Linked DNA regions of Sus scrofa: region 2 is linked to region 1. Evidence: chromatin contacts called from public Hi-C data. All regions are on one chromosome and are shown on one strand. Each heading gives the region's core, a stretch centred on a gene start, on an enhancer-like site or on the middle of the called end of the contact. The rest is flanking DNA. Distances are from core to core; before and after follow the strand shown. Region 1 holds the start of RPP25L (ribonuclease P protein subunit p25-like protein). Region 2 holds the start of NUDT2 (nudix hydrolase 2).

The links. A called contact is a pair of places that touch in the nucleus more often than the background predicts.
Region 2: a contact with region 1 is called in a Hi-C map of alveolar macrophages, with 2.7 times the contacts expected there. The contact joins the promoter of NUDT2 here to the promoter of RPP25L in region 1. A contact is called at or near these places in 2 of 5 promoter capture datasets (fetal liver and liver), 7 of 47 Hi-C or Micro-C datasets (alveolar macrophages, brain, embryonic fibroblasts and 3 more) and 2 of 2 datasets of contacts at active chromatin or transcription factors (alveolar macrophages and skeletal muscle).

What each region holds. Positions count from the first base shown.
Region 1 is chr10:32,184,820-32,192,064 of Sscrofa11.1, forward strand. It overlaps RPP25L (ribonuclease P protein subunit p25-like protein), which reads left to right and starts at 4,363. Exons shown (of 2, transcript XM_003130658.4): 1 at 4,363-4,459; 2 at 5,234-6,610. The coding sequence starts at 5,268. The coding sequence ends at 5,759. It overlaps ARID3C (AT-rich interactive domain-containing protein 3C), which reads left to right. Exons shown (of 12, transcript XM_021064675.1): 9 at 1-294; 10 at 1,226-1,284; 11 at 1,880-1,939; 12 at 2,111-2,420. DCTN3 (dynactin subunit 3) reads left to right here. Exons shown (of 6, transcript XR_002336315.1): 3 at 1-294; 4 at 1,226-1,284; 5 at 1,880-1,939; 6 at 2,111-2,420.
Region 2 is chr10:32,462,971-32,470,215 of Sscrofa11.1, forward strand. It overlaps NUDT2 (nudix hydrolase 2), which reads right to left and starts at 3,865. Exons shown (of 4, transcript NM_214309.2): 1 at 3,782-3,865. The region is part of intron 2 of KIF24 (kinesin-like protein KIF24); the gene reads left to right.

The sequences.
Region 1 (7,245 bases), core at 3,113-5,612:
CCTGGGCTCAAGATAGGTCAGACCAGAGGCACCCAGGAGAGGTGGAGGCAGGATGAGGGGCTGTGCATGTAGAGAAGGGGTCAGTAGGCAGAGTGGCTCCCCCAAGCTCCAGGACCCACTGTGTCCCCTGCCTGGCCCTTGGCCTCTTGAATGGGAGTGGCCATGTTCAGGCTTGCCTCACTGCCACTGTCTTGTCTGTTTGTGTCTCAGAGGAGCAGTTTATCCTCTCCCAGGTCGCGCTCCTGGAGCAGGTGGAGGCCTTGGTGCCCATGCTGGACAGTGCTCACATCAAAGGTACCTCTCTGGGACTGCAGCCCCACTGCTCTACTTGGGGATGTGGGTGGATGGGCAGACTTCCCTGGGCTCAGTTTCACTCTGCTCCTAGTCTTCATGCTTACCCTGCATTAGGATTAAAATTGTCAGGGCGTAAAACTCAGTTTCAGAATCTCAGGCAATTTGGTCCTAAGGATACTTTTGTAAGCCCAGCAGCCCCCAACTCTGGGATTCTGTCTATCTTCTACTCCACCCCTCAGCATCTGTCCTGCAGGGTGCTGCAGAGGCCAGATTTTGCTGTAAGAGTCCCTGCCAGGTGTGTGAATGTGTGTGAATTCTTCCTGCCGCACTGCTGAGTGCAGTCCCTGGGCCTGGTTTTGACAAGCAGACAGTGGCTTTAATTGAATCCAGATATCCATCTTGTCTGTCTCTGGAGGTATTTTTCCCATCTCCCCCTCCCTACCCTGATCAGCTTCCTGCTGAGCATCTGACAGCCTTAAGCTGTAGGCCCAGCATGGTGGCTGAGGCTCTGGGTGTTGGATTCTAGGTGGCCAGCTTAGGGACCTGGCACTCATCCTCAGCCCACTTTCAGGCTCCCTATTCCCTGGATCAGGCAGACCTGAGAGCAAAGGAACAGATCCCATGATAATCAGGGCTTTCTTTACCTGGCCCTGCTCACAGCATTGGGGTGGGTGTAAGGGGCAACTCTGGGAACCCCAAGGATTGGTCTTCTAGAGATCTGTATCTTCCCTGCCCCTTTGGGTACTAGAGTGAGACTGGGGTGGGCAGAGAGAGCCCCCCCAACCCCCCTCCAGCTGCAGTGGTCGATGAAGCTGGCGTTTGTTTAGCTTCTCCACTCAATACTCTAATCCTGCCAAAGACCTAATAGACTATTGAGCAGTCCCGGGGGACGGCACAAGCATCATTGGGCAGTGTGCGTTGTGTTTTACAGCCGTTCCTGAGCATGCTGCCCGCCTGCAGCGCTTGGCCCAGATCCACATCCAGCAGCAGGTATGGGAGGGAGAGGACTGGAAGGGAAAGTAAAGGCAGTGAGGCTCCGAGTCCACACCCCAGCCTCCTGGGGATGCAGCCTTAGGCTCCCATAATGTCAGCTTCAGGGGAAACTTAGGGTGTATCCTTGGTCTTCCATCTGCCTTCAAGAGGGGAAGGGACTTGCCTAGGGCCACATGCAGGTCTCCTGCCTCACAGAGTAGGGCTATCCTGAGACACCAGGAGGTTGAAGTTGGGAGGTACCCAAGAATTCCTGGGGATGATGTGTCCTTGACCATGAGTGGAAGAGCTGTTTTTTCACTATTCTTAGGCCCTAGTATAAAGTTCAAAGGGGGTTCAGAACTAGGGGACAGGGGAGGAGGAGATAAATACTAGCAGGAATATTTCCTTAACTATGATTCCATTCCTCTCTGTCAGCCTTAGGACTGCAGTTAGATTACCCATCCCAGAGCCTGCAAGTGCCCCTTTAGAAATTTGCTCCTTGTGGCTCTGGGGTTAAACATCACCTTTTCTAGGCCCTCTGGGGAGTGGTGAGGCAGGAAATAGAAAGTGGGCTTTATCCAATGCCTTTCTCTGCCACTCCTTGGCCCCACAGGACCAGTGTGTGGAGATCACTGAGGAGTCCAAGGCTCTCCTGGAGGAATACAACAAGACTGTATCCTTTCTGCTGTCCAGAGTCCTATCCCCTTTTCTATTTCTGGCTCTGGCTCTCCCATCCCATCCCAACCAGCCTCTCTACTCCCCTGCTCCTCCACCCTTCCGACAGGTACAAAAATCTCTCCACTCCCTCTTTCAGACTCCTGTTCTCACCTTGACCTTCAATCAGACAATGCTTCTCTCCAAGCAGTTTGTGCAGTGGGATGAACTACTTTGCCAGCTAGAGGCTGCCAAGCAAGTGAAGCCAGCCGAGGAATGATGGCTGCTGCCCACCCCAGGTGGATCAGGACAACCAGGCTTCAAGCCCTGGGACAACCTGCCCTTGTAACAGGCAGAGCAGAGGCAGCTCTCTATTTATTGGATTCACACCCTACCTAGACAGGCTTAGGTGGGGCTCTTGCTACTTGAGATTTGCTATTTGCGCCCCTCCCCTCATCAGTGTCCTAGTCCAGTGACAATAAACTGTGGAGATCATTGAAGGAGTGTGCCAGCTTCCTGATCCAGGATGGGGGTGGTGGTGGGGATAAGGGTGGTGGAGGCCAGAGAGTGGCATCAGCCTTCCTAGTAGTTTGGACCAAGAGCTATACTCATTAGTCTGGCTTTCTGGGAAATGTAGAGCTCTCATGACAAATGCTCTCATTTGCTTGATGTGAGTGGACATTCGTTTATGTGTCCATTTATCCCACATTTACCAAGTACACGCTAAATGTCAGATGCCAGAGTTACTCTTGTGGCGCCTAAGAAGTGAATCCGACTAGACCCTAAAAAGACAAAAAGACCAAAAAAATAAAAAGAGAGAGACATTGTTTGGAGTTCCCGTCGTGGTGCAGTGGTTAACAAATCTGACTAGGAACCATGAGGTTGTGGTTCGATCCCTGGCCTCGCTCAGTGGGTTAAGGATCTGGTGTTGCCATGAGCTGTGGTGTAGTTTGCCGATGCAGCTCGGATCTGGAATTGCTGTGGCTGTGGCTGTGGCCAGCAGCTACAGCTCTGATTAGACCCCTAGCCTGGGAACCTCCATATGCCAAAGGTGCAGCCCTAAAAAGACCAAAAAAAAAAAAAAAAAAAAAAAAAAGAAAAAGAAAAAGAGAGAGAGAGAATCCAACTAGTAACCAGGAGGTGGCAGGTTTGATCCTTGGCCTCGCTCAGTGGGTTAAGGATCTGGCACTGCCAAGAGCTGTGGTGTAGGTCGAAGATGTGGTTCAGATCTTGCGTTGCTGTGGCTGTGGACCAGAAGCTGTAGCTTGGATTGGACCCCTAGCCTGGGAATCTCCATATGCCACGCGTAGCCCTAAAAAGAAAAAAAAAAAAAAAAAAAAAAAAAATTAAAAAGGTCAGATGCCAACCAGGTGGGAAGGACACAGATAGGGTCCACCTGATCCCTACCCTTTACAGCCTAGCTAGGGAGACAGTCAAGGAAAAGGGAAGGGGACCAGGTGGCACCAGGGTTCTTTGTGGCACAGAAGAAAAAGGAAAGTGGGGGACATCCCTGGAGGGTGATACACAGGGTCTTTGAGAGCCGAGGTTGCAGCATGTGCAAAGGCAGAGGGGAGCTTTTAAGTTTTTTTCTGGGGAGCCTACTTGGTGCTATACCGAGAAGGGGAGCCTAAAAGAGGTTTGGAGACGGGGATTTTAGTTGGGTGCGGGGGTGGTTGGAAAGGAGAAGGGGCAGGTTGGAGCCGAGAAACAGTGGCACTTCACTCCACCAAGTGTTTGCTGCCCCCTTGTGGTCTCAGGGACTGCTGTGCCTCCAGGCCCCTTTCATCCGCCGCCGGCCTTCCACCCCACCCGCGCGGTCTCGTTGGCATTTCGAATTGAGCTCGTCTGATACTGGGAGTCATCCTAGACTCTTCCCTCTTTCTCCGTCGGAACAGTCGCCAAACCTACTTCCTGTTATCTTCCAAATGAATCTACTTCTCCCCATTACTCTGCCATTTCTCTAGTTCATTCTTTCAACAAATAATTTAACAAATATTTGAGCCCTATCATACGCTGGTCCATGTGGACACGCCCCCGGGAGTCACCAGCGGATGCGGCCGGTCCCCGCTCCCTTCTGCGCTGCGGCCAGAGTGAGCTGTGCCAAAAAGATCTGGTTTGACCTGCGCCTGATGAAACCTCCCCGTGATACGCCAGTGTCCACAAGATGAGGTCTAGACTCAGAACTCTGTGACCAAAGTTCTTGTCCCCGCAGCAGCAGCCCCCCTCTTGCTCCCGTCCGAAGTGAAACCCGCTGCTCTGCCTTTGTTACTGCACTGTGTTCAACAGAGGTCAAATCCTTCACTTCCTTCCGACGGGAGACGACTCCTAATACCCTCATGCCACCGGCCCTCGCGTCGCGGCTGGGCTCATACCCACAAGCTGCCGTCGCGGCCGCTCTCAGTTTGTGGGCAGAGTCGCCTCTGGTCCTGTCTCCTGAGGCCCCGCCCCGTCCGGCGTGCGCGGCCCCGCGGCCTCGGCGCGCCCCCGTCCCGCGCCATTTTGGACTAGGAGCGAAGTGGTAGAGTGCGTGGCTGCTGTGGTGAGAGCTAGAACCCAGCGGGGTGAGGGCGCCCGGAGTCGGGGGCAGGAGAGGGGAGGCCGGCTGCTGGGCCGCTGCGCCCGCCTGGACACTGGGAGCAGCCCGGGGCGGTGGCGGCCGCGGACCGGCCGCCAGGAGTAGCCCGAGCAGCCCTCCACGCTATCCCCGACTTACTGAGTGACCTGGGTTAGGGGAATCGACCCAGGGGATCTTTGGGCGAGGGATGCTCGGCCCTGTCCTGGAGGTCCTGGAGTTGGGGAGGGGGTCACTTCTGCCTTTGAGGAGCTTTTGGAAGAGGGGTCTGCCTTGGGGAGCTTGGGGTGTAGAGGCTTGGCCCTGCCCTCCGGGAGCACGAAGTGAGGGAACCTTGTCCTCGTCCCTCCTTGGAGAGTCCAGGGAGAGGAGCACAAAGTCTTGTTCTCAAGCAGCCTGGGCCGAGGGCCCCAGCCCTGTCCCAAGGCGCCCCAGATGAAGGAAGTTCGTTACCAGTGCTGGGCAGCTTGGGATGAGGGGGCTCGGCCAGTGGGGAATCTGGTCCTGTCTCTGGGACTGCGGGGGTCGGGGGAGGGTTATGGCTCTGTCCGGAGGAAGGGGATACAGCCCCCTGTCAGGGGGAGGCAGGCATCCCTGCTCTGGGGGTGAGGGGATGTGGTCCTGTTCCTGGGAAGTCTGGGTTGAGGAGCACAGCCATGTCCTAGGGAGCCAGGGATGGGGGGTGGGGTGGGGGATGGCCTGGGGCACCTTGCCTAGCATTCCTCTGACACCTCCCTGCAGCGGGCAGCAAGATTGAGACCCAGCAGCAAGCGAGATGGAGCACTACCGGAAAGCTGGCTCTGTGGAACTACCAGCACCTTCCCCAATGCCCCAGCTGCCTCCTGATACCCTGGAGATGCGAGTCCGAGATGGCAGCAAGATCCGCAACCTGCTGGGACTGGCGCTGGGGCGGTTGGAGGGTGGCAGCGCCCGGCATGTGGTCTTCTCAGGTTCTGGCCGGGCTGCCGGCAAGGCTGTCAGCTGTGCCGAGATCGTCAAACGGCGGGTACCAGGCCTGCACCAGCTCACCAAGCTGCGCTTCCTGCAAACAGAGGACAGCTGGGTGCCAACCTCACCTGACACTGGCCTAGATCCCCTCACAGTCCGCCGTCATGTGCCTGCGGTGTGGGTACTGCTCAGCCGGGACCCCTTGGACCCCAATGAGTGTGGCTATCAGCCCCCAGGGGCACCCCCTGGCCTGGGCCCCATGCCCAGCTCCAGCTGTGGCCCCCGACCCCGAAGAAGGGCACGAGACACCCGGTTCTGAGGACCTGCCAAGCAAGCTGTTCTCCAGGCCTGAATGTCTAGGATGGCTGTGCCTTCTTTGAGAAGCCCTGTAACTGCTCAACATCCCCATCTAGACTTGAGGTTACAGAAGTGGACCTCCCTGTCCTACTTCAACTTCCCTCTGGCTGGTGGAAAGGGACTGTGATGAAGAGTGACAGGTGTGGGGTCTCTGCTGAGTTCTGGATTGCTTAAGAGGAGCTTATTCTGCCTTCCACCTACAGTGACTCTGATCTACCTTCTGACAGAGGTCTGAGGAGTGGGTTAGGAAATAAAAGTTCTGCCCATTTGATAAGCCTCTGCTCGGCCTGCTGTGTGGAGGTGGGATTAGGGGAAGAGGAGTCCTTGCCCTTGACCCCCAGGAGCTCACAGGTGGGAGACAGGAAGGGTAGGCTCAGGTTGGTGCTGGAAGGATCTAGGGTTGATTAAAAAGCCTCAAGTGGTAACCTGTCTGTGTCTAAACCACTGGGTGGCTGACTGCTGCCTGTTTGAGGCTGGTTTAAAGACTCTCTACCAGGACAGACATTTTTCCTCATCTGTAGCATGTTGATATACTTCATTCTATTGCACGTCCCAAATACTGTGTTTTCTACAAAGTAAGTAAGGGTTTGTAGCAAGCCTGCATTGAGCAAGTCTGTTGGCGACATTTTTCCAACAGCATCTGCTCACTTTGAGTTTCTGTCACATTTTGGTAATTCTCACATTGCAAACTTTTTCATTGTTATGTTTGTTATAGTGATCTATGATAAGTGATCTTTAATGTTACTGTTATAACTCATTGAAGGCTGAGGTGATGGTTCAACTTTTTCTAGTAATAAAATGTTTTTATTTTTATTTCTTTGCTCTTTTTTAGGGCTGCACCTGTAGCACATTGAGGTTCCCAGGCTAGGGGTCGATTCAGAGCTGCAGCTGCCGGTCTACACCACAGCCACAACAATTCGAGATCCAAGCCTTGTCTTTGACCTACACCAGAGCTCACGGCAACTCTGGATCCTTAACTCACTGAGCGCGGCCAGGGATCAAACCCACATCCTTATGGATACTAGTCAGGTTAATTACCGCCAAGCCACAATGGGAACTCCTAAAGTATTTTTAAATTAAGGTATGTACATTGGTTTTTTAAACAATACTATTGCACTCTTAATAGACTATAGTATAGTGTAAACAACTTTTGTGTGCACTGGGAAACCAAAAAGTTCTTGTGACTCGCTTTATTGAGATCTTCATTTAATTGAGATGGTCTGGAACTAAACCCAAAATATCTCTCTCAGGTATGCCTGCATTATAGTGTAGTGTTTAAGATCGTAGACTTGAGCACCAGACTACCTGGATTTGAATCCTGGTTTTGCCACTTGCTAGCAAGTTACTGTTTTGTGACTTTGGGCTCTGTGCTTTAGTATTCTAAAACAGGGTATAGTGCTTACCTCATAAGATTGTTATGAGGGAACCTGTTGTGGCTCAGGTGATAT
Region 2 (7,245 bases), core at 2,615-5,114, 280 kb after region 1:
TAAATGGCCTATTAGTGCCACCTGCTGTACAATTCTGGAAAGCAAACAAGGCGAATTCTAATATAGCCTGGAGGGATTTTTCTCATCTAATGTCTGTTGAGTGTGTCCTATGAAACAGGCAGTTTGACAGGGCTGAAGAGTAGATAGGAAGCTGAATACTAGTGCAAGTGGAAGATATTTAGACAAGTTCCCAGTGTGTCCTGTGCACCATAAGGGTATATGTAAAATGTAGAGGTAGCAAAGGAGAGATTATCTTTAGGTCAAGGGGTATCCCATAAGGATCTTGAGGGATGGCTAGGAGTTTACCAGGCAGAATAAAAGTGACAAGATGCACCCGAGGCCAAGGGAGGAGTGGAGCAAAGACCCTCAAGCACAAGATGACATTCCACTGATGAACAGTTTAGTTTCTATTCTGTAGGCAATGAGGAGCCTTTGACTGGTTTTAAGGCTATAATACGGTCATCTTGACATTTTACTTTCTGGCAGCAAGGAAAGTGGAGAACTAGAAGATTGAAGCCAAGGAGACCAAGATCAACAGCCCAGATGACAAATGATATAAAGAGTTAAGACAGAGGCAGTGAGAAAGGAGAAGAAGGGATGAATATGAGATCTTAAAGAGAAAATCAACACTATTTGATGTTTCATTGTCTAATGGAGATAGGTATTTGGTTTGAGAGACTAGGTAGAAGAGAAGTAGGAGTTGGGGAGTTCCCACTGTGGTACAATGGGATTGGCAGCATCTTGGGAGTGCTGGGACACAGGTTTGATCCCTGGCCTGGCACAGTAGATTAAGGATCTTGCGTTGCCACAGGGGTGGCTTAGGTCATGACTGTGGCTCAGATCTGATCCCTGACCCAGGAATTCTGTATGCCGTGGGGTGGCCAAAACTGAAAAAAAAAGGAGTAGGAGTTGCAGTCATGGCTAAGTGGTAACAAACCCGACTAGTATCCATGAGGATGAGGATGTAGGTTCAATCCCTGGCCCTGCTCAGTGGGTGAAGGATCTGGTGTTGCCAGGAGCTGTGGTGTAGGTTGCAGATTGGGCTCAGATCCTGTGTGCCTTGTGGCTATGGTGTAGGCCAGCAGCTGCAGCTCTGATTTGACCTCTAGCCTAGGAACTTCCATATGCTGCGGGTACGGCCCTAAAAAGCAACGACGATAACAACAAAAAGCAGGAGTAGAATGTAAGCAATTCTGTTTGGGACAAGTTGAATTTGAAGAGCATCTCTTCCTTTCCCAAGGTTGAAATTTCCTTGGGAGAAGAAAAGAGAAAGATATTGCTCCCACTGTAGGCACCTCTGCAGCCCACCTTCATCCAAAATCCTTATGGTATACCCCTTGACCTAAAGTCTGCCTGTATATCTGATATTCCATTCATCCTCTTTCCATTAGAAATGGCATGGCACAACACAGAAATGCATGGTTGGCTTTGCAGTGAGAAATATTTAGCTCCCTAACTTAACAGTGTGTTACTTTTGAGCAAAATACTTAGGTTCTCTAGTCCTCACTTTCCTCATTTGTAAAATGAGCAAATGAAAACCTATTCACAATTGTTGGTTTTTTGGTTTTGATTTTTTTAGGGCTGCATCCGTGGCATACGGAGGTTCCCAGGCTAGGGATCCAATCGGAGCTACATGTGCTGGCCACACCCACGGGCACAGCAATGCGGGATCCAGGCTGCATCTGTGACCTACACCACAAACATGTCAATGCAGTATCCTTAACCTGTTGAGCAAGGCCAGGGATCGAACCTGCAATCTCAGCCTAGCCGGATTAGTTTCCGCTGCACAACAGTAACTCCCTATCACGGCTGTTGTAGAATTTGAAATAAATTGGAGGGTCTGACATATCAGAAGTACTGAATATGAGTCACTCTTACTCCTGTATCACAAAAGGTCATCAGAAAGCTTCTCTATGTTATGTTTTAATGGCATGCTCTCTATTCTTATTGACAGCTGAATCAAGACATGGCTTTTCATATTTTTTGCAAAAGTGCCAGTGCTTATAGTTCCCTTTGTGGCTCAGCAGGTTACAAACCCGACTGGTATCCATAAGGATGTGGGTTTGATCCCTGGCCTCCATCAGTGGGTTAAGGATATGGCATTGCTGCAAACTGCGACATAGGTCGAAGATGTAGCTTGGATCTTGTGTTGCCATGGCTGTGGCGTGGGCCCCAGCTGAGGCTCCAATTCAACCCCTGGCAGGGGAAATTCTTTCTATATGCTGCAGGTGCGGCCAAAAAAAAAAAAAAAAAGTGCAGGTGAACACACTCTTCATCACACCATGTATATCCCTTATGTATAAGGTCCCATAAGATAAATTCCTTTTAATATAAGTACCAAGAAGAAATTTCACTCTTTTGAAGAATGGGTTGTTTCCTTAATTATTAGGTATTTAACTGCCGAGTTTTGAACTAAATTGGGTACTCATTTACAATAAATCTAATGGCCCCATCAGCTAGTATATTTTCTTGTTTCTCTTATGAAGATAATAGCTACCACTTTTTGAAGAATTAGTACTTGTCAGGCACTGTGCCAAGTGCTTTGCCTTCATTATTTCACTTAGTCTTCACCACAACCCTACATGGAGCTACTGTCAGTTTTCCGGAGAGCTAAAAGGAAACTATAGCCCAGAGGTACGTCTGGATAGTGACTTAAAAGTTGATCTGCGGAGTTCCCGTCGTGGCTCAGCGGTTAACGAGTTTGACTAGCATCCATGAGGATTCAGGTTTGATCCCTGGCCTTGCTCAGCGGGTTAAGAATCCCGCGTTGCCGTAAGCTGTGGTTTAAGTGGCAGATGCGGCTCAGATCTGGCATTGCAGTGCTTGTGGTGTAGGCCTGGCAGCTACAGCTCCGATTGGGCCCCTAGCCTGGGAATCTCTATATGCCGAAGCTGCGGCCCTAAAAAGCAAAAAAAAAAAAAAAAAAAAAAAAAAGGTAGATCTGCCTATCTCCCAACATCGTTCCCAACCTTGCTCTATACTAGCTGCATTTGGCTATTCCATTGCATTGAGTTTTAATTTTAATTTACCATTTTATTTTAATCTGCCATTTATATGTGTATACGTAGGTATTCGAACATATATATTTTTTTTCCTTAGGAAATATAACAAATACACAGAGTACGAAACAGGCCACAAGGGAAAAAGGAAGTTTTCTGTTCTATTTTGTTTTGGCTGTGCCCTTTGGCATATGAAAATTCCGGGCTGGAGATGAAACCCGCGCCACAGCAGTGACCCAAGCCTCTGCAGTAACAAAGCGGATCCTTAACCCGCTGAGCCACAAAAAAACTCCAGTAAGTTATGTTTTAGGTAGTGGGACTCTCGGGTGACTTTACTTCTGCTATAATTACAATATTATCGATTCAATAAATGAAGTAATTAGAAAATATAAAACCTCTTTTGGAAAGTAGGCAGGGTTTAAAGGGTAACAACAAAGTTAAAACTGAGGTCCAGGGAGGAGAAGGTATGGCGCTCGGATCGCTGGGCCCTAAACACAGAACTCCGGGATTCTGAAGACCCACTCGATCACCATTTACATGAGGCTAAGCAAGGCTCGCGGGGCCATTGATCTCTCCCTTCTCCCTGCGCATATAAGAAAACTGAGATCCTGCGAACTGCGGGGGCCTGGCCTGCACACGCCACACTGTCAGCTTGGAGGAGAGCACGTCCATCTTTGACCGTGCAGCCACAGGAAGTTATTCAGCTGCAGGTTCTCATTGCCCTGAGCCTCAGTTTCTCCGCGGAGAACTAAAGCCAAGGATCCCTCTCTAAGGCTACTCACCCGAAGCAGAAAAAGGCAGAAGGCGGGCCCTGGACAGAGACTGGGGTGCACCCACCAATCCGGAGAGCTCGGCTGCGCTCTGGGCAACCAACAGCTCTGGGGCAAAAAGATGGGAACCCGCCTCAAAGGCTCCAGTTTTCTCTTTCAGAACATCGCGAGATTTTCACTTACGCGGAACCATTGGTTGAAAAGCGGAAATTGAGGGATACGCCCACTGCTTCATCGGGTCCTGATTGGTCTTCTAGAGGAGAGGGCGGCTCACGTTCCCGAGTACCCTGGATGCCCATTGGTGGAATGTGCGGGACTGCCGGCGCGCGGGCGTCGGCGCGGGCGTTCGAACCAGCGCTTGGCGGCGTTGCCATAGGGATGCGGCCTGGCCGCAGTCTCTAGCTCCGGAGCTGACAGTGCGCGTCGGTCGCCCGCCTAGGGGCTCTCACCTTTCGGTGTTGTCTTCTCTTGTCCTCAGACAGGGTTGACCGAGGAGGAATTTGGAAGCCTCCGAGGTGAGAAATGGCGAGGGAACACCGGGGCGGGGTGGCCTGGTCGGGAGCCTTGGTGCCTGCCCCGCGGGAGAAGGTCCGCAGGGCGCCCGCCGAGCGCGTGAGGAGGCGGGTGGTTGCAAGGGAACCGGGGATTGGCTTCTCTCGGGTGTCCGAACGTCCAGCGAACTCGCCTTTTTCCTGGCTTCTCCTGTGAAGCCTTTTCTGAGTCTCTTGCTTTGAACCCTTAACCCTAACTGGAACCTCTCTTAGAGCATTTTTGTTCCGCCTTAGGTTATTTGTGTACTTCCGCGAACCCCCGTTTCCTCTCTTGTCCCATCTAATTCAGAGGTCTTTGAGGCAAGGCAAGCAACTTTACATATGTAGATTTTTCAAGAAATATTTGTTGAGTTAAATTTAATTCACCTCAGATAGGTTGAATTCCTCTCTATTCCCTGCCGCATTTTTCCTTCCATACAGAGATTATTTTTTATTTTTATGGGTATGGGGGAGGACATCGTAATCTCATATTCAGCAGAACCTGAAAGTTCACGGTTGGCCTTTCCACTCTTTGTGAAAGGGAAAACTTTTGGATTACTTGCTACAATTCTTCCTTTCCGTCTTGTGGTTTTTAGTCTTGGTCTCCCAGTGTATTTTATCAGACTTTCTATTAGCCTTTATTAAAAAAAACAAAAAACAAAAAACAAAAAAACAAAAAAAACCCCCACCATTCTGGAGTTCCCGTCGTGGCTCAGTGGTTAACGAATCAGACTAGGAACCATAAGGTTGCATGTTCGATCCCTGGCCTTGCTCAGTGGGTTAAGGATCTGGCATTGTCGTGAGCTATGGTGTAGGTTGCAGACGAGGCTCGGATCCCGCGTGGCTGTGGCTGTGGCCGGCGGCTACAGCTCCGATTAGACCCCTAGCCTGGGAACCTCCATATGCCATGGGAGCAGCCCTAGAAAAGGCAAAAAGACAAAAAAACCCCAAAAAACCAAAACAAAACCATTCTGTTGTTGCTGTGATGCCAAGAGAGTTGATCTCAGTTTCTTAATGACCCACAGCTCTTGTGATATTTTAAATGTGTTTAGGAAAATGTTGTTGTTTTGTCTTTTTGCCATTTCTTTCTTTTTTTAAGAAAATTTTTATTACTCAAATGAATTTATCACATTTGTAGTTGTATAATGATCATAACAATCTGATTTTATCTTTTTGCCATTTCTTGGGCTGCTCCTGTGGCATATGGAGGTTCCCAGACCAGGGGTCCAATCGGAGCTGCAGCCACCGGCCTATGCCAGAGCCACAGCAACGCTGGATCCCAGCCGCGTCTGCAACCTACACCACAGCTCATGACAATGCTGGATCCTTAACCCACTGAGCAAGGCCAGGGTTCAAACCCGCAACCTCATGGTTCCTTGTCGGATTCGTTAACCACTGAGCCACGACAGGAACTCCAGGAAAATGTTTTAAACTTAAAAATTTTTGTACCCCAACACTTACTGAATGCTTACTGTGTACCAGGCACTGTGCTAGAGTCAAGGACTTGAATCTCACAAGATTTTTTTTTTTGTCCTCTGAATCGACAAAAAAAATCAACAATGACCTGCAGGTGCAGGATTACCCTTGTTTGCTTTTAAGGGAATTAAAAAAACCCATAAGCTAGAGAGCATATAAATCCACTTAATATGGGATTCAAGGTAAGTGCTACTACCAATTTAATTTTTTTTCCCCAGTTTCATTTTATAGAAACACAGAGAAGTTAATAAATTTTCCCCAAATCACAGAAGTAGAAGTGGTGGGATTTGAACCAAGGGACTGTGGAACAAGAGCATGGCAACTTAACCACTGTAGCACTCTCCCTCTCTACTGGAAAATGTTTTAAATCCTTTTCTCTTTTGTATTTGTATTCTGCTTGTAGTCTCTCTACTTTAGTACATATAATATGTGCTCCAGTAGCCTATCCATTCATCAGGTGTCCATGATAAAAGTGCATTACCATGACTGTATTTCATTGTTAACTCATAAGACTATAAATTCCCAGTATGCATTGTTGATTCTTACATCAAAATCATATTCAGTGATGATTTTAATCAAAGGATTGAAAAAAGTCAGCAATAGCAGCTCTGTTCTTATTACCTCCTTATAAAAGTTTGAACACAACCTCAGAGCTAAACTGCAGATCTGTGACATGTAATGGAAACCCGCCTGGGGATTCAGGGTTTGGGCTTGGCTCTGCCTAACTCACACAATGTGACTGGCTTTGCAAGTAATTTAGCACTTTTAGATTTCACTTTTTCCATCTGGAAAATCAAAGGATTGAATGAGATGAGAAGCCCTGTGGGTCTACTATCAATTTAGTCAAGCAGTTGATGCCAGGTAGACATTAGGCTCTCAGCACTCCAAAGACCATACACCTGGAAGTAATTAGTTAGCTACTATTTATTGAGGATTTACCCTGTGCAAAGCACTATAGCAAAGACTTTGCATAAATAGTACATTTTTCTGAGCATAGTACATTAATGTACTACTCACATAGCATTTCATTAAAAACTTTTGGTTTATGTTGTCAATGAAAATCTTTAGCTATTCATAGTATTCCTTGGAGCAAACTAGGGCATGATTCTCTCATCTTCCAGTTTAGGAGAAACAGTTTCTTTCTCAGGGTTGCAGTTTTGTTGTTTGTTAAGTGAGTGGTTGAACTCTTCAGATTCCTTTAGATTAATCTGTGCTGGCTCAGCAAACCTGTTTATAATTTGTTCAAAATAGGTCCTCAACAAATTTTGCTAAATTGAGTAACAGAGCCCTACTTCTTTGCTTTGAGTGTTGTGGTCATTGTATGCTTCCCAAGATGTCGTCTTAAGGAATTCGATGTTCATATCCTATTAAACAAGAAGGCTTTTCCATAGGCATAAACTAAACATAATAGGTACCATTTGTATAGAAAAAATTCAGTTTTCCACCAGTATTCTTTTTCTGTGTAGAGAA